3 separate regions of the Drosophila melanogaster genome follow, and all the other regions are linked to region 2. Evidence: chromatin contacts called from public Hi-C data. All regions are on one chromosome and are shown on one strand. Each heading gives the region's core, a stretch centred on a gene start, on an enhancer-like site or on the middle of the called end of the contact. The rest is flanking DNA. Distances are from core to core; before and after follow the strand shown. Region 1 holds the start of Rca1 (Regulator of cyclin A1). Region 2 holds the start of homer (homer,). Region 3 holds the start of CG3430.

The links. Hi-C and Micro-C count contacts between places; a contact is called where the count stands out from the background.
Region 1: a Hi-C map of the Kc167 cell line shows a contact between it and region 2, with 4 times the contacts expected there. The contact joins the promoter of Rca1 here to the promoter of homer in region 2. A contact is called at or near these places in 42 of 107 Hi-C or Micro-C datasets (the D17-c3 cell line, the Kc167 cell line, the ML-DmBG3-c2 cell line and 15 more) and 3 of 6 datasets of contacts at active chromatin or transcription factors (the Kc167 cell line and the S2 cell line).
Region 3: a Hi-C map of the Kc167 cell line shows a contact between it and region 2, with 2.6 times the contacts expected there. The contact joins the promoter of CG3430 here to the promoter of homer in region 2. A contact is called at or near these places in 34 of 107 Hi-C or Micro-C datasets (the D17-c3 cell line, the Kc167 cell line, the ML-DmBG3-c2 cell line and 9 more) and 2 of 6 datasets of contacts at active chromatin or transcription factors (both in the Kc167 cell line).

Annotation. Positions count from the first base shown.
Region 1 is chr2L:6,850,445-6,855,166 of dm6, reverse strand. Rca1 (Regulator of cyclin A1) reads right to left here and starts at 2,852. Exons shown (of 1, transcript NM_057866.3): 1 at 1,301-2,852. The coding sequence starts at 2,745. The coding sequence ends at 1,510. l(2)k09022 (lethal (2) k09022) reads right to left here and starts at 1,025. Exons shown (of 4, transcript NM_135235.3): 1 at 1-1,025. The coding sequence starts at 921.
Region 2 is chr2L:6,721,378-6,726,193 of dm6, reverse strand. It overlaps homer (homer,), which reads left to right and starts at 2,835. Exons shown (of 7, transcript NM_001273221.1): 1 at 2,835-3,001; 2 at 3,764-4,052; 3 at 4,108-4,544; 4 at 4,598-4,676; 5 at 4,740-4,816. The coding sequence starts at 2,997. Liprin-alpha (Liprin-alpha,) reads right to left here and starts at 2,291. Exons shown (of 15, transcript NM_001273224.1): 1 at 2,110-2,291; 2 at 1,805-2,016; 3 at 1,098-1,367; 4 at 935-1,036; 5 at 65-418. The coding sequence starts at 1,346.
Region 3 is chr2L:6,954,324-6,958,800 of dm6, reverse strand. CG3430 reads right to left here and starts at 1,793. Exons shown (of 3, transcript NM_080707.4): 1 at 514-1,793; 2 at 212-455; 3 at 1-145. The coding sequence starts at 1,703. CG13775 reads left to right here and starts at 1,851. Exons shown (of 3, transcript NM_001298765.1): 1 at 1,851-2,183; 2 at 2,582-3,544; 3 at 3,599-4,444. The coding sequence starts at 1,929. The coding sequence ends at 4,216. SA1 (Stromalin 1) reads right to left here. Exons shown (of 10, transcript NM_057920.4): 9 at 4,474-4,477; 10 at 4,215-4,408. The coding sequence ends at 4,347.

The sequences.
Region 1 (4,722 bases), core at 1,603-4,102, 130 kb before region 2:
CTGTTTGCCATAGATGCAGACAAGCAGGAGCAGCGACTCACTGTGAAGCCTCTCAAACGGGCAGTTGGCCACGCGTTCCAGCAGGGCATTGCACACCTTGCTCTTGAGCTTGGTGCGGGAAACAAGCTGAGCAACGATCACATAGGCGGCCGCCATAAAGTCGATATTATCGGAAATCAGGCCACGAAGCAGCGACTCCAGAATAGTGGTGATGTGCCAGTCCTGCAGTGGTTTGGCCGTTTGCAGGGCGCCAACTACGACGGTGGCATAGAAGTTGATCTGGGCTTGCAGTTGGTGGGCTCGAGGACCCAGTTCCTTAACCGCCTTCTGGGTACTTTGGCAGATGAAGCCGAGGAAGGCGGGATTGCTGGCGGCTCTGTTAATAATAGCAGTCTTGGCTAGCGGAACGCCAGGACGCTGCAACGGGCGCAGCCAGTACCAGTCGCCATCCGATGACCGGAGCCTCATGGTCTTAACGATCTGGACAAAGATCATTGTCTCGTGATAGGGCAGAATCAGGGCCATAACTTCGCTACGGTTATACTCGTGAACCTGGAATCGTCGCAGCAACCATTCGAAGGCCATGTGTGCGGGGCGGAGCAGAAGGTACGGCGAAAGAAGGCGCAGAAACTTTGCAATGGCCGCGTCCAGCATCTTGTTAATCTCCGGCAGCTCCACGGAACGCTCCAGCGTCAATGTGGCCTCATCGAACAACGTTAGCTGGAACTCCTTGAAGGCCGGATTAAAGTCGGTCAGCTCCTGCAGTCCCGTTAACCCGATCTCATAAATGGACCGCCGATCCTTGGTGGCCGCCTCCTTGGGATCGAAGAGTATGGAGGCGCGACTTCGTGCATCTGCCAAAGTTACCGACGACTGCGGCGCAGCCAGTTTCTGCAGCTGCTGTGCCAACGCAGTACTCATTTTGGATGATCGTTTTTTCCTTTTTTCTCAAGTTAATTAAAGGTAAAAACGGAGAACAATAAATGTGCGGCAACCGCACTCCACACGTGTTTTGTTGGTGTGGCCAAAGATCTCTTGGCAGTACACAAAGTAGCTTACGGTAAATAGCGCGCATTGGCGTTAGCCAAGACCCAAACCAGTATACTACAGCTGATTTTAAACATTTTCTGTTTGAATTTATTTTATGCAATGCAATCAATAATAATAAAATATTTTTAAGACTTGCCTAACATATTAAGGCTGCCTTTGAAGCCTGTTATAATGATGTATAATAACAAAGCCTTACATGTTAATAAACAGGAATCACTTTCCCCCAGTTATAATTATAACAATTATAGTTCTAAAAATGATTTATATATTTTGCATGTGTAAAAAATACTTAATCTCGCAGAGGTACAGAATTCCGACAAACCTTACATGGAACGATTTAAAAACATATATATGAATGTACGTGATGAAATGGAACTTAATGCGATGGACATAATACGAAATTAATGAGATTTAAAAAAATCGAATACTAATCGTAATAGTTAAAAGCCTATGATAAAGCTAAAAGCAGAGCCGCTTGAGCGAGTTCTTCCTTGTGATTTTCGGATCACGGTTCTGGGCACGTTGTGGCGGCGTCAGTCGCTCCCGTGGCATCATCAGTTTGGATGGTGTGTCCAGTTCGGTGACCAGGCAACGCTCGCCGGGATGCGACTTGCACAGACAGTTGACGCAGAACCGAAACTGGCAGATGACACTGGTGCATTCGGCGAAGTTATATGGCGGTCCTTGCGGTGAAGTCCTGACCTCGTCAAGATCCAGGGACAGGAAGCGTTTGAGAGGCGGACCCGTCATGCAGGGGAATGTGCTGGTTGTACGTCCAATAGGCAGAGTTTGCGACAATAGGTTTTCGCCACACTTGGCCGCCTCGCTTATGAAAACCCGGCTGCCTCGACCGCATCGCGGACACTTGACGCGCTGCGTCTGCTCGCGCAGCACCCTTCCGGCATCCACGTCCATCAGGTGGATGCTCGAGTTGCCCGAGTCCATTAGCGAGGCGGCGCTGTTGGCCAGGCTGCTATGGTTCGAGGTCTGCAATGGCACTGTGTGGTTTGCCTTGGGCACATGGCTGCACCGCTTGGGCACGTGAGGATTCTCTTTGGTTAGATTCAATTTGAGTCGGTGGTTCTGTAGGCGCTCCAAGTCGCGTTGGCTGCGATAAACAGCCTGCTTCCAGGCCGGCGATACCTTGGTCATCACGTCCAGCGTGTGGGCGCCCACATGACGCAGTATGCACTGCAGTGCCGGTTGCCATTGCGCCAGCTTGGCCACGATATCCAGCTTTTCGACACCGCCGTAGAAGCGATTCTTGGGCGGTTCTTCTATGTGGGGAAAGAGCAGCTTTTTGGACTTCTTGGGGCTACTGTGTGGCGATTGAAAGTGTTTCTTGCGTCGCTTGGGCAGACTATGCTCATCCTGCAGACGCGGAGTCATAGAGAAAGGCTCCTCCTCCGCGGAAAATTTCTTTTGGGGCTGTGTTCTGGGATAGGGCTTGCCCCAGTAAAGGTCCTGCTCCTGGTGGCCACTGGGCGTGTTCAGCCCCCGAAAGAATGTTGTGGTATTCGATGCATTGCGACAGTTTTCGCCCTCAGCGTCCTCCAATAAAAATGGCGTCTCCGCGGTGGAATTGTGCAGCGCCAGGAAGGATGTGTAGCCAGACTCGTTCATCTCCAACTCGAAGGATGACCCTCGGCTTGGGCTCTTCTTCCGCAACGCCGCGCGCCGATAATAGGCGCTCATCTTGACCGAATTTTAAACTTTCGAATTGTTATGCTTTTCGCATCGGTTGATTGTTTTTGGGTACGGATCAGTGTGACCGCCCCAATAAAATACTAACTGGCTACTAAATAGATACCAGTTCATTGTCGGGTCAACTCAGAATGCTACGTATCGCGTTGCCAACCATTTGATATATATTATCGTGACTGTTAGGCAAACCATTTAAACTTGTGCATTAAAAGATGCCACTTGATCGGATTATTGGAATCTGACAGTTAATCGTAGACTCCTATTAACATAAGCAACTTCAGCCATTTATAAACATGTCTAAAAGAGTTCAAGCTGTACAAGATTTGAGGTTCTGGAATAAGATAGCGTTTTTTCATTCTATGCAGTGTGTACATACTTCCATATTAGCGAGTACACATTCCAAAGCTAGCGAAGACGCACTTGCGACTAATGCTCTCGAAAAAAGAAGTAAAATAAAGAATAAGAGTGATAAATAATATGTATAATCAGTTCATTAAGTTAAAAACACCAAGAATTTGACTTTCAATAAATTATATTTCCATGCCTTACGCCATAAGTATAAAATAAATACCTATATACTCAGCTTATTGCTTTAATACCAATTCGAAAATAGAAAACTTTCACTTATTAAATATGGAAATAAGTAATAGTTTGAAAACATTCACTTTATAAAAACGGGATTCCGTTTAACATCTTATATATTATTATTATATTATTATATTATATTATATTATTATATTATATTATATATATTAAAAGTGTATTTCATCGTCTTAGCTTTGAAGACATTGGTAAAATTATGTTGATAAGCTTATAAAAATACTCTCGATTAGCTGACATATGGTGCTATTTAAATTTCTACGCCTATAACAAAAAGATTTTAATCGAACATAAGTATATCTATATCTATTAAAATTGAAATCATTACAAATTATTTTATGAGATATGTCTTCTGTTCCCTGTTTGGCCCAATCAAAATTCGGCAGTCAGGATAATCTGGCCTTGGCCATCATCAGTGTCATCAAATTAACGAAAATCCCTCAATAATTTATCATTTGTTCTCCCTGACTCGTCCTTAGATTTTTTCCGTTCCGCTTCCCTCATCTTCTTCTTTGCCGCGTCCTTTGTGCCCACTGACAAATTTGCCAGCTCAAGTTTTTTGTGCAAATCATGACGGGGCATAGATTTGGGATTCATGTGAAAGTCTTCCTTCGCCGCTAGGTGGATAGTTTCGTCAGCTGTCCATAGAGTCAGCTAAATGAAGCCCCATGACCCACCACCACTGGCCAACCCATGCTCGTGCCCATTCCCATTCCAAGGACCATTTGCAACCGCCCGACGACTTCATCCACTTGCTGGGAAAGATGAGAGGTCGAGAATCTGTTGTGGTTGCCGGGGGAAAATCAATGAATGATATTTCCTTTATGAGGCTCAATTATTTGCTGCGGGGATTTGCTATTCTACCCCGGATTCTGTCATCTGGTTCGTGCCTCATTGTCCTTCTAAATGCTTTGGCAAAATATTTTGGGTATTTGCGCTGCCTTTTGTCGGCCAGCAGCTTCTGCGTTAATAATTTATGAATACTTGCTCGTTTATTGTTTTGCATTATTTATGGTTTTATTATTTGTCTATTTGCTGCCACCAAAAGGGGCGTGTCGGCGGGCAAAGATTTTGTTTTGATTTTAATTAAATCGACGGACAGACGCACATCGGCTTAATTTAAAGTCATTTGACTGTTCTAATCTCTTTTCCACTGACCGGTTTGCCCATCTTTTTTTTTTTTCGGGCGTGGATATGGCAGCATATTAATTGTCGTCGTGGCTTTGGGATTAATCTGTGGTTCATTTGGTTCGGTCCTGGGAAGTCGTGGTCACCCTGTTTGCTTTGAGATCAGAGGGATGTTAACTAATGACTTTGTCAATGGGAGCCGAATGAGTCGAACTAGGGATATGTGCTAGGCATTGATTT
Region 2 (4,816 bases), core at 1,586-4,085:
TTGGAAAATAGAAGAGATATATTAAACCGGACATGCTTGACTGCATTTCGAATGTGGAACGCACCTTCTCTTTGAGCCCGTTCTCGGCGCCCCCACCACCGGCGGTGGTTGCGGCACTCCCTGCTCCGCTGCCACTGCCCACGCCAGCTGGCACCACGCCCGCCTTGTACTGGGCCAGTTCCTCCTTGGCAGAGCTGAGTTCCTCTTCCATCATGTTGTTCTTCTCGATGGAAAGCCGCAACCGCTCGCGCACCTTCTCGTCCAGCGCCTTGTGGTGCTCGAACAGCGACTTTAGCGCCTTGAGCACTTCCACCTCGCTGGAGACGCCGCTCTGGGCGGCAGCCTGTCGCTTCACAACGGTCATACGCAGGGAACGCTCGTGGCGGGACACCAAGCACTCCAGATGTTCGAGGAGAAGCTGAAATAGTCAAGTTAGATCATTAAAAATATATTATTTCACGCAGTAACCGACGTTTAAATTGTCTCTTTAAAAGTAAAATTACCGTAGAAATTTAATTAAAACTGATTTTCTTGATATTCAATGAAGCGGAAAGGACTTATAAATACAGTTTACTTCACTTTTTATGGTTTAAGACGGATGTGAATACAAAGAACTAATTCTTAAAAGGCTGTAACAATGTTTGTATAGTCACTGATAAGTAAACAAATAGACAAGCCATGTTCGAAATAAAAATGAAGACGGACAGAGTAAACTTTTGTATTGTTCCCGGTATATGTGACTAATTCGCAAAAGCAAGTACCTACAACTGTTTCTTGTTTGAATAACAATGGGATATGTAATTTAGCAATGGCTATAATACCTAAATTAATAAATTAGTCTAGCAAATCTTGTCATGATCTACCTGATCTAACCATTACTCAATTGTCTCAGTAATTGAAATACCAAGGATCTAAATTTTCGAAAATCACTTACCCTGGTATTATTCCTCTCCGCCTTGAGCTCCCCAATCTCCTCGTCACGTTCCAAAAGGGTCTCCCGCGCTTGCGTCAGCTCCTTGGTCAGGGTGGCAAACTCCTAGAAAGATCAGGAAAAGATTTTAGGTAAACTGCGGTATCAGCATGCAGAGGCCACTTACTTGCGGCAGATTAGCGTTAATCTGTCGCTGCAGGCTGTCCCGCTCCTTCTCGACGTCACGCAGCTTGTTCTCCGTCTCGTTAAGCCGCTCCTGCGCCTCCCTCAGGCTGTCCATCAGCTTGTCCCGCTCGTCCAGCATGGAGACCATCAGCTGCTCAAAGTTGGCATCCTCCCCGCTAAACTGCGAGGAGCGCTGCGAGATGCTATCCTCGGATATCGTGGGCATTACGTCGCACATCATGTTCCACATTATTTAGTTGGGGCCGCCAGACTGTGCGAGACAGAGAGGGGAATAAAGGTTACAGGATTTTGGCTGTAGGTACATTTTGTGCGGAGATTGTACCACTATCGCTGTTACCGAAGCACAAAAACTAGACGCGTTTTTCTAAAGTTTCTTGAATTTGATCCTTGATCATAAATGAATTGGCGTGATTGAATTTTTGTCTGTGATTCCGCATATGGGAGATACTTAATGCTGTAGCTTCTTCTGCATAAAATCAAATTCTTTATGTTAATTGAATTTATAAAGTAAATTCAATTAATTCATACAAAATGTCCATTCTATGGAGTCCGGATATTTTACTACACACACACACGTTCGCTAGCCATTCCAATTGAAATACCCAGCATAGTGGGAGAAACATGTCTAATGAGACTTATCATAGGCGCCGCATTGATAACAAGTTTTCTACACCAACACATACGCACACTGTCGCAGGCGGGGGCACACGCACGGCATACACACTCACACGCGCACGCACACAGGCACAGTACTTTTTCTCTTTCGCATAACTGGCATATTTTGTGTGCCTAGGTGTGTCGCTGTCGCATTTTGCAATCACATATACCCGAAACAGGGTTAAACGAGCAGCAGGTGCGAGCTTACGCCGCTTTTAAATGCGTTCCAATGAGTTTTTCACCTGAAATTTCGGTTTAGTGGGACGGCGTTCGTGTGAAAAAAAAGAGGCTGCGAGAAAATCGCCTCGTACTCCTCGTTACGCCGGAACACGTACCCCGATCGATCGCACGGCGGCTGGGCAGCAGCAGCAACAACAACTCTGGCCGCTTTTTGCCCTTCGCATAGGTGTCCCGGCTGCTTTTAATTAAATAAACCGAATTCCAAATGGATTTTTTAACGATGAGAAACTGGTCAGTGTTACCAGATGGCAAAACGGCTAAAATCCGTAAACCAACCCTGGTTCTTCACTACAAAATGTACTACATTTCATGAATTTTTTCAGTGGTTCTATTTCGTCCAAAAAATATAGAAGTAAAATGTGTTGTTTTAAAGTTTTTGTGGCAGTCTATTTATGTTCAAAGCTAAATTATATGCAAATATTATTGCCGATCAGGAGTTGCCATTTGACCTATCGTCAAGTATTAGAAAAATGTGTACTAAAACTAATGCTGCCACACCGCACAAAGAAAACCATATCTAACAAATATTCAAACTACATGTAGGCGCACAACTAGACAGTCAAAAAAACTTATCACTTTTATCTGAAATTATTTTGTAACTTCCGTCATTTAAATGCAATGCTTCAACAGCTACACATGTTTTTGAAAAAATTACATTGTTATGGTGCCTTACAGACAAACATATTTAGTATTTATTTATCTTAATTAATTTGCAATTCGCTTTACAGCGATTAAATTATTCGATAAGAATCATTGCTCTTATACGAGCTCATGTGTTATCGATGCTTGGAAGCTAATAAATAAATCATCGATGGTGTTGAGCCAGTAAAAACATCGATAGCACCATACAAACATCGATTTTGGTTCCAGCTCTAGACATTTGTGTTTTATTTTTTTTAACCGTGAAATTCATAAGTAAAACCGACTAGCATTGGTATAAACTGCTGCGGAAGCACTCAGTCAGCGCCAAAGAACGAATACAATGGGGTAAGACCGATGGGCGCGGCCAAACCGGCCTAAACCTGCCGTTTTTACTGTGGGAAAAATCGACGCCGAACTAGCTGACATCTCCCCCCTATGATGTTGTTGTTGTTGCTGCCGTTCTGTGTGTAGCGGGCGGCGTAAATACATACATATATATGTACACAAACATACACCTACACACGCACACGCGTGGGCAGGCCAATTACATGTGTGTGGGTGTGCAGGTGTGTGTGACTGTGCAGGTGTGTGCGTGCGTGTTTTCCGCCCGAGAATCAAAAATCACAAGCAAGGCTGCGGAAAAGGCTTAGCACATAATGCAATTTAGTCGGCGGTCGACAGTCGCCAGCGATAACGGGAAGACACAAGTTATAGAGCTCAGCGAACGATGTCGGCGGATAGGTAATAGATAAGATATATATATGTATATGTGTACAAATAAAGGCACTGGAGGCTACCACGGATACGGAATTGATTTGATGGGGGCCCTGCGCCCCGCAACAAACTGTCATTGCATCAGGCCAGATCGCAAAAAACAAACATATATCGACCTACTTTATCAAATAAGGACCACGAGGATTATCCTGGGACTTAAGGACTACTAATTATAAATGCATTACACAGTGCCTGTTGACTAATAAACCACAGTAAAAGAATGCTTTGCCATAGTTTACTCACACGAGCACAGAAGCACAATTTATTGCCTGCTCTAAATGGAATTTTTAATTAATCACACGCTTGTCGCTTTAATCCCTTTATGACCCTTAGCGAACAACCGATTTTCACCTGCCAGGCGCACGTCTTCCACATCGATCCGAAGACGAAGCGCACCTGGATCACGGCCAGCATGAAGGCGGTCAACGTTAGCTTCTTCTACGACAGCTCGCGAAATCTGTACCGCATCATCAGTGTCGAGGGCACCAAGGCGGTGATAAACTCGACGATCACACCCAACATGACCTTCACCCAGACCTCCCAGAAGTTCGGCCAGTGGAGCGATGTGCGGGCAAACACGGTGTACGGCTTGGGATTTGCCTCAGAGGCGGAATTGACCAAGGTGAGTGGTTAGCATATGTCTCACATATTTATATACTAATCATATCGCTCAACAGTTCGTAGAGAAGTTCCAGGAGGTCAAGGAGGCCACCAAGAATGCCATGAAATCGGCCAACGGATCGAATGCCGTCACGCCCACCACCTCGGCGAACACGTCGCCCATTTCCGGGAGAGCTGTGGGCTCCATGCAGAACGACAACACAGCCATCGATCCGCACACTGTGGAGCCGCCCAACATGAGCAACACGAATACCCAGAACGCCAATCCGGACAGTCCTTCCCACAAGCTTCTAAATACCAGCGATGTCAAGGCGGACATCGGATCGGCCACGCCCTCGCCGCAGCCCACTTCAGGGGTAACTGGTGGCGGTGGAGTGACCATCTCGTCTGGCGGAAGCATTGTGGGCATGCACACGGGTCCTGGAGCCGGCGCCACCGCCGAGCAGCAGCTTAAGTACGAGAACGAGCGTCTGAAAATGGCACTGGCACAAAGGTAAGCAAAGCGTTGACCGTCATTGGCTCAAGGCAATAATGCCTTCTTTTCAGCTGCGCCAATGCCAAGAAATGGGAAATCGAGCTGGCTACCTTGAAGAACAACAATATACGGCTGACTAGTGCTCTTCAGGTAAGCAATAAGATAAGCTCACATTTATTGAAACTGATCGTTTTTGGCCTTTTTCTCCCAAAGGAATCAACTGCCAATGTAGACGAATGGAAGCGCCAGCTGCACACTTACAAGGAGGAGAATATTCGCCTCAAACGAGA
Region 3 (4,477 bases), core at 544-3,043, 230 kb before region 2:
TGAAGCCGCTAGTGCGCGCTGTGGTCAAGTACTTGCGAAACTGCTGCAGACGTGATGGCTGCAGATAGTGGTGGGCTGCCTTTAGAGATTCATCAACAAGTTCCACGGCCTTAGAATCGGCATTAATGGGCAGCACAAAATCGCTCTGAAAACATATCATTAATAGTTTCTATTGGATATAATGATTATTTATATAAACTTATATTCTTACCGGCAACATACTTCGCCCTTCACTGAGCACGAGAACTGGAATATTTGCTTGGTAGTCTATTTGGTAATACTGAAAGTCGCACTTCAGTTCCTGATTATTGATCAAGTGCGCTAAATGCTGAACGGCATGAACACCATTGGCCTCCAGCTTGCCCTGTTGCATGCACGTCTCGTCGAGCACCAAATGCGTATGGGGAGCCAACTGTAGTACGCCGGAAACCAGCTTGTTTGTCTCATAATCCTTCCTGCAAGTACTCATTAATAGGTATTCAATTTTATACTATTTCTGCTTAGCCAACTTACTTTGGGGCAAAGGCTGCCGTGTTTAGTGTGACGAGAGTCATGGGCATGTAATGGCTGGCCGGCAGTAGCAGCTCCAGAATTTGATACAACTTGGTTGCATACGCCTCACAATTCTTAGGGAGATTACAAAGGTTAAGGGCGAACTTGCCGATGCTCTGCATCTCAGAACGACTGTAGACCGTAGATATTAGGTGGGAGAGCAAATACTCGGCAGCCAGATCGTCATCAAAGAGGCAGAGTTTAAGAAGCATGCGCAGATCTTTGTGCACAGCAAGGTGGGTTGGATACGTCTCCTCACATATTTCCGTTGGCTGTCGAAGGCTTTTGTCCAGCAGCGGATTGGCATGCGGCAGCACCTGGACTCCGAAGGCATGCAGGCGGGGTATAAGAAATGGCGATGGATGAGCTGCCTGCAGTTCACTCAAGTTTTCACAATCGTCTATTTCCAGGGTAGCGGCGTCTAGTGAAGCATCCACTGACAGAAAGCCCACAAAGTCGACCAGCGAGTTAAGCTGGTAGGTATCGAACTCCTCGTAAACCTTTACCATGCATGCCATGCTGGGACGATCCGGCAGAGGCGAGTTAATCAGGTAATCAGACCCAAGAACAGAGGATTTGGAGGCGCCGACTGGCTCGCTATCTTTTTGAATCTCTTTTAGGCAGGGTCGCTTGAACGTTGTTTCGCTCGCAACGTCCACATCCATGGCTTCTTCTTCGCCTACAATAGTCCGCTTCTTGGCTGAACTGGGAGATTGACCCAGACTGGCCAAATCGATCTGGGGACAGCACAGCTTCTCATGCTCCTTGCTCCAATCGTTCAGACCAGGCACAGAGACCACGAACATGGTACGCCTCTCTCCATGCACGTTTCCATCGGCGTTGTAGTCAATCACTTCGCCATTGGCTATTTTCAAGCAGTCCCTGTACTTTCCTTCCTGTACACGTTTGCTGCCGTCGGCGGATTTCACTTCGTAGCGCTCCAGATAGATTTCTGGGTCCATCATGTCCTGGATCATTCCACGAAAGCGCACCAGAGTCTGATCCTTCAGCTTGTGAAGAGGCGTGTAGTTGAGCAGGGGAATCGAGTGCCAACGACTGGGATCCTTGAGCAAGTCCTTGAGTGCAGCGCTGTCCGCTTGCTGGGCGGCCAGTTCATCGGGCGTGCTGGGCAGCTCCATCGCACAGGGCATTATCTAGTTAACGAATGAATTTGCAAATGCCTCAAAAACCTCGAATGCAAAAAACAACAGCTGCTTTGGCGCGCCAAAAACTGATTGCAGCATATTAGTGATGGTCATCGATGGGCCTATCGATATCTGCCAGGGATGTCGAACTCTGCCGCAGAACGGATGTAGAGGCGGATGTGGACATCCGCAAAAAATGTACAATTTGAGAATTACCAAAGAATTGCAGCGATGAGCAAGAAGAAAAGCAATGTGTGGCAGTACTTCTACAAGACATCCGGCACAGTGGCCACCTGTCTGCTGTGCAACAGGAACTACTCGAGGCGAGGACGCGGCACAACATGTCTGCGGAATCATCTGAAGAGCAAGCACCCACCGGAGTTCCTATCTCTATCCGGGGACATAAAGTACCTGGACCTGGTTAAGAGCGAGATCTCCATCGGTTCGCCACAGCACCCCACAGCCCAGCTAGAATTGAATCTGCACGTAAGTGGGATAGCATATAGATGTGCATACATACCTATGTACATGCATATGTACTGTGCAAGAAGTGTACCTTATGTGAAATCGGGGTACATGCCCTTCTAGATATTCTGTCATGTGGAGATGGTTTCCCCAAACTTAAGTTTCCATTCAAATATAGTTTCTTTGGTAGTTCATAAAGTAATTTATGCCTTCTCTTATTTAAAACTTTTTACTAATATAGCAACAGCGGATGCGGATTTTTATCCGCGTTTGGCTAGATCGGCAAACATGTGTTGTGTTTATAAAGTGTAGTTAAGGAGGTTTTAAAAATGTACTGTTATGGTCTTAGTATTATATTTTTATAAATTATGCGTTTTTCACTAATCTGATGCATTAAATTATTCTATTAATCATTTTAGGAAACAGATTCAGATCCATTGGACACCGAGGATATATCCTACAGCAAACGCTGTGATGAGAAGTTGGCCCTCATGCTACTAAATCACTCCTTTGAGTTCATTGAAGGACCAGGATTCGTAAATTTCATTAGGACGCTGCAGCCGCGGTACACGATTCAACCAAGGAGCTACTATGAGAAGATACTGTGCGAGGATATACAAAGGAAAATGCATCAGCATTTGAAGCAACAGGTGGATCTGCTGGATGCCATATCGTTGTCTACGAGTCTCTGGCGTGGTGACAAAGGCGAAGGACTGCTGAGCTTGTCCTGCTCCGGAATATCAAGGGATTTTCAGACTCACCGCCTAATGCTGAAATGCGAGGCTCTGAATTACGAAAGCACTTCGAAGCTAGCTTGTTGCATTCGAGATCTTGTGCCCAGCTTGGCCATTGAGGTGCCCAAAGAGAAGATACACTGCGTAATCAGGGACGAGATGACGGCGCTGCCAGGTTCCCTGCCCGATTGCAGTGTGCACCGCCTGCAGATGTGCGTTCGATTTGCTTTGCAATCGAACGAATTACTGCAGAACCTTTCATCCAAGTGCAAGCAAATAGTTGACCATTTTGCGTCGTCTAAGATGGCCAACGATCATCTGAAATTCATTCAAGAGATCCGCTTGACGCGAGACCCGTGCACACTTACACCTTACGATCCCTGTCAATGGAATTCCGCTTTTCAGATGATGAGCAGCGTGTTTCGAATGAAAGATGCTCTATCCTTGTACTGCGAAGAGTATAGTCTGGTCCAAATATATCCAGATGAATGGATAGAGATCGATTTGTGCAGCAAAGTAATGCAGCCTTGTGAAGAAACAATCAAGATATGGAGCAATCCATCTACGACCACCTCATCCGTAATCCCGCTGGTTGCCGCTTTACGGGATTCCCTCCGAACAGATGTCCATAACTTTGTCTCATCTGTGGTAAGTTGCAGTAGATAAAACCATAAAGTATTGTCTAATATTTCGAATGTCTAGACTATATGCAGTTTCGCCAGAAAGTTGCTTGAAGAACTGGAAATGAAGTTCGCCCACATCACTAGCGACATCAACTTTTTGATGGCCACATATTTGGATCCGAGATATAAGCAAGCATTTTTCACCGAACGTGAGGAGCAGTTGGTGGCCAATGAAGTTCTGCTTCAGCTCGCTGGAGTGCCAGAGGATTGCAATGGTCAGCCACCGCTGAAAATAATCAAAGTGTCATCCACATCGTCCCAGAAGAATGAATCAAAGATCGATAGCATTCTGGATAGCATACTGACAACTGGAACGACGAACACTCAACAGCCAAATACGTCAATGGGCTCCCAGTCTCAGATTAAGAATCTGCTATATCTATACAACTCCGAACCCAGAATCGATAGGAACATGGATCCCCTGATTTGGTGGAGGAGCAACATAAAATACATATCCTTGTATGGCATTGTTAGGAAATTCTTATCAGCACCAGCAGCAAGTGTGGTTAGTGAAGGCTTATTTAGAAAATCAACGCACTTGTATTTCGACATGCAGGCGGGCTTGAGCCCCGAAAGTGCATCCAAAATGTTGCTCATGAAGGCCAACTTTAGCTTTAGCAATTCGGAAATCAATTAGGATACAGTAATTTATATAATTTAAACGTATTTATGTACATAATATTAGCTTTAATCTTACAACTACTTGATTTTCCGGAAAATTAGATTTTGCACTTAAGCCGCGTGTATGGCTGATTGCCTGATGGGTCCTAGCCCCTGTAATCAGGATCATTGTGTTCCTCTTCGTCTTCCTCCTCCTCCTCTTCTTCATCTAAATTAAAAACATGTTTTTCATAATGTTGATTCTAAATAAAATGAAAGCTATGAAATTCTTACCATG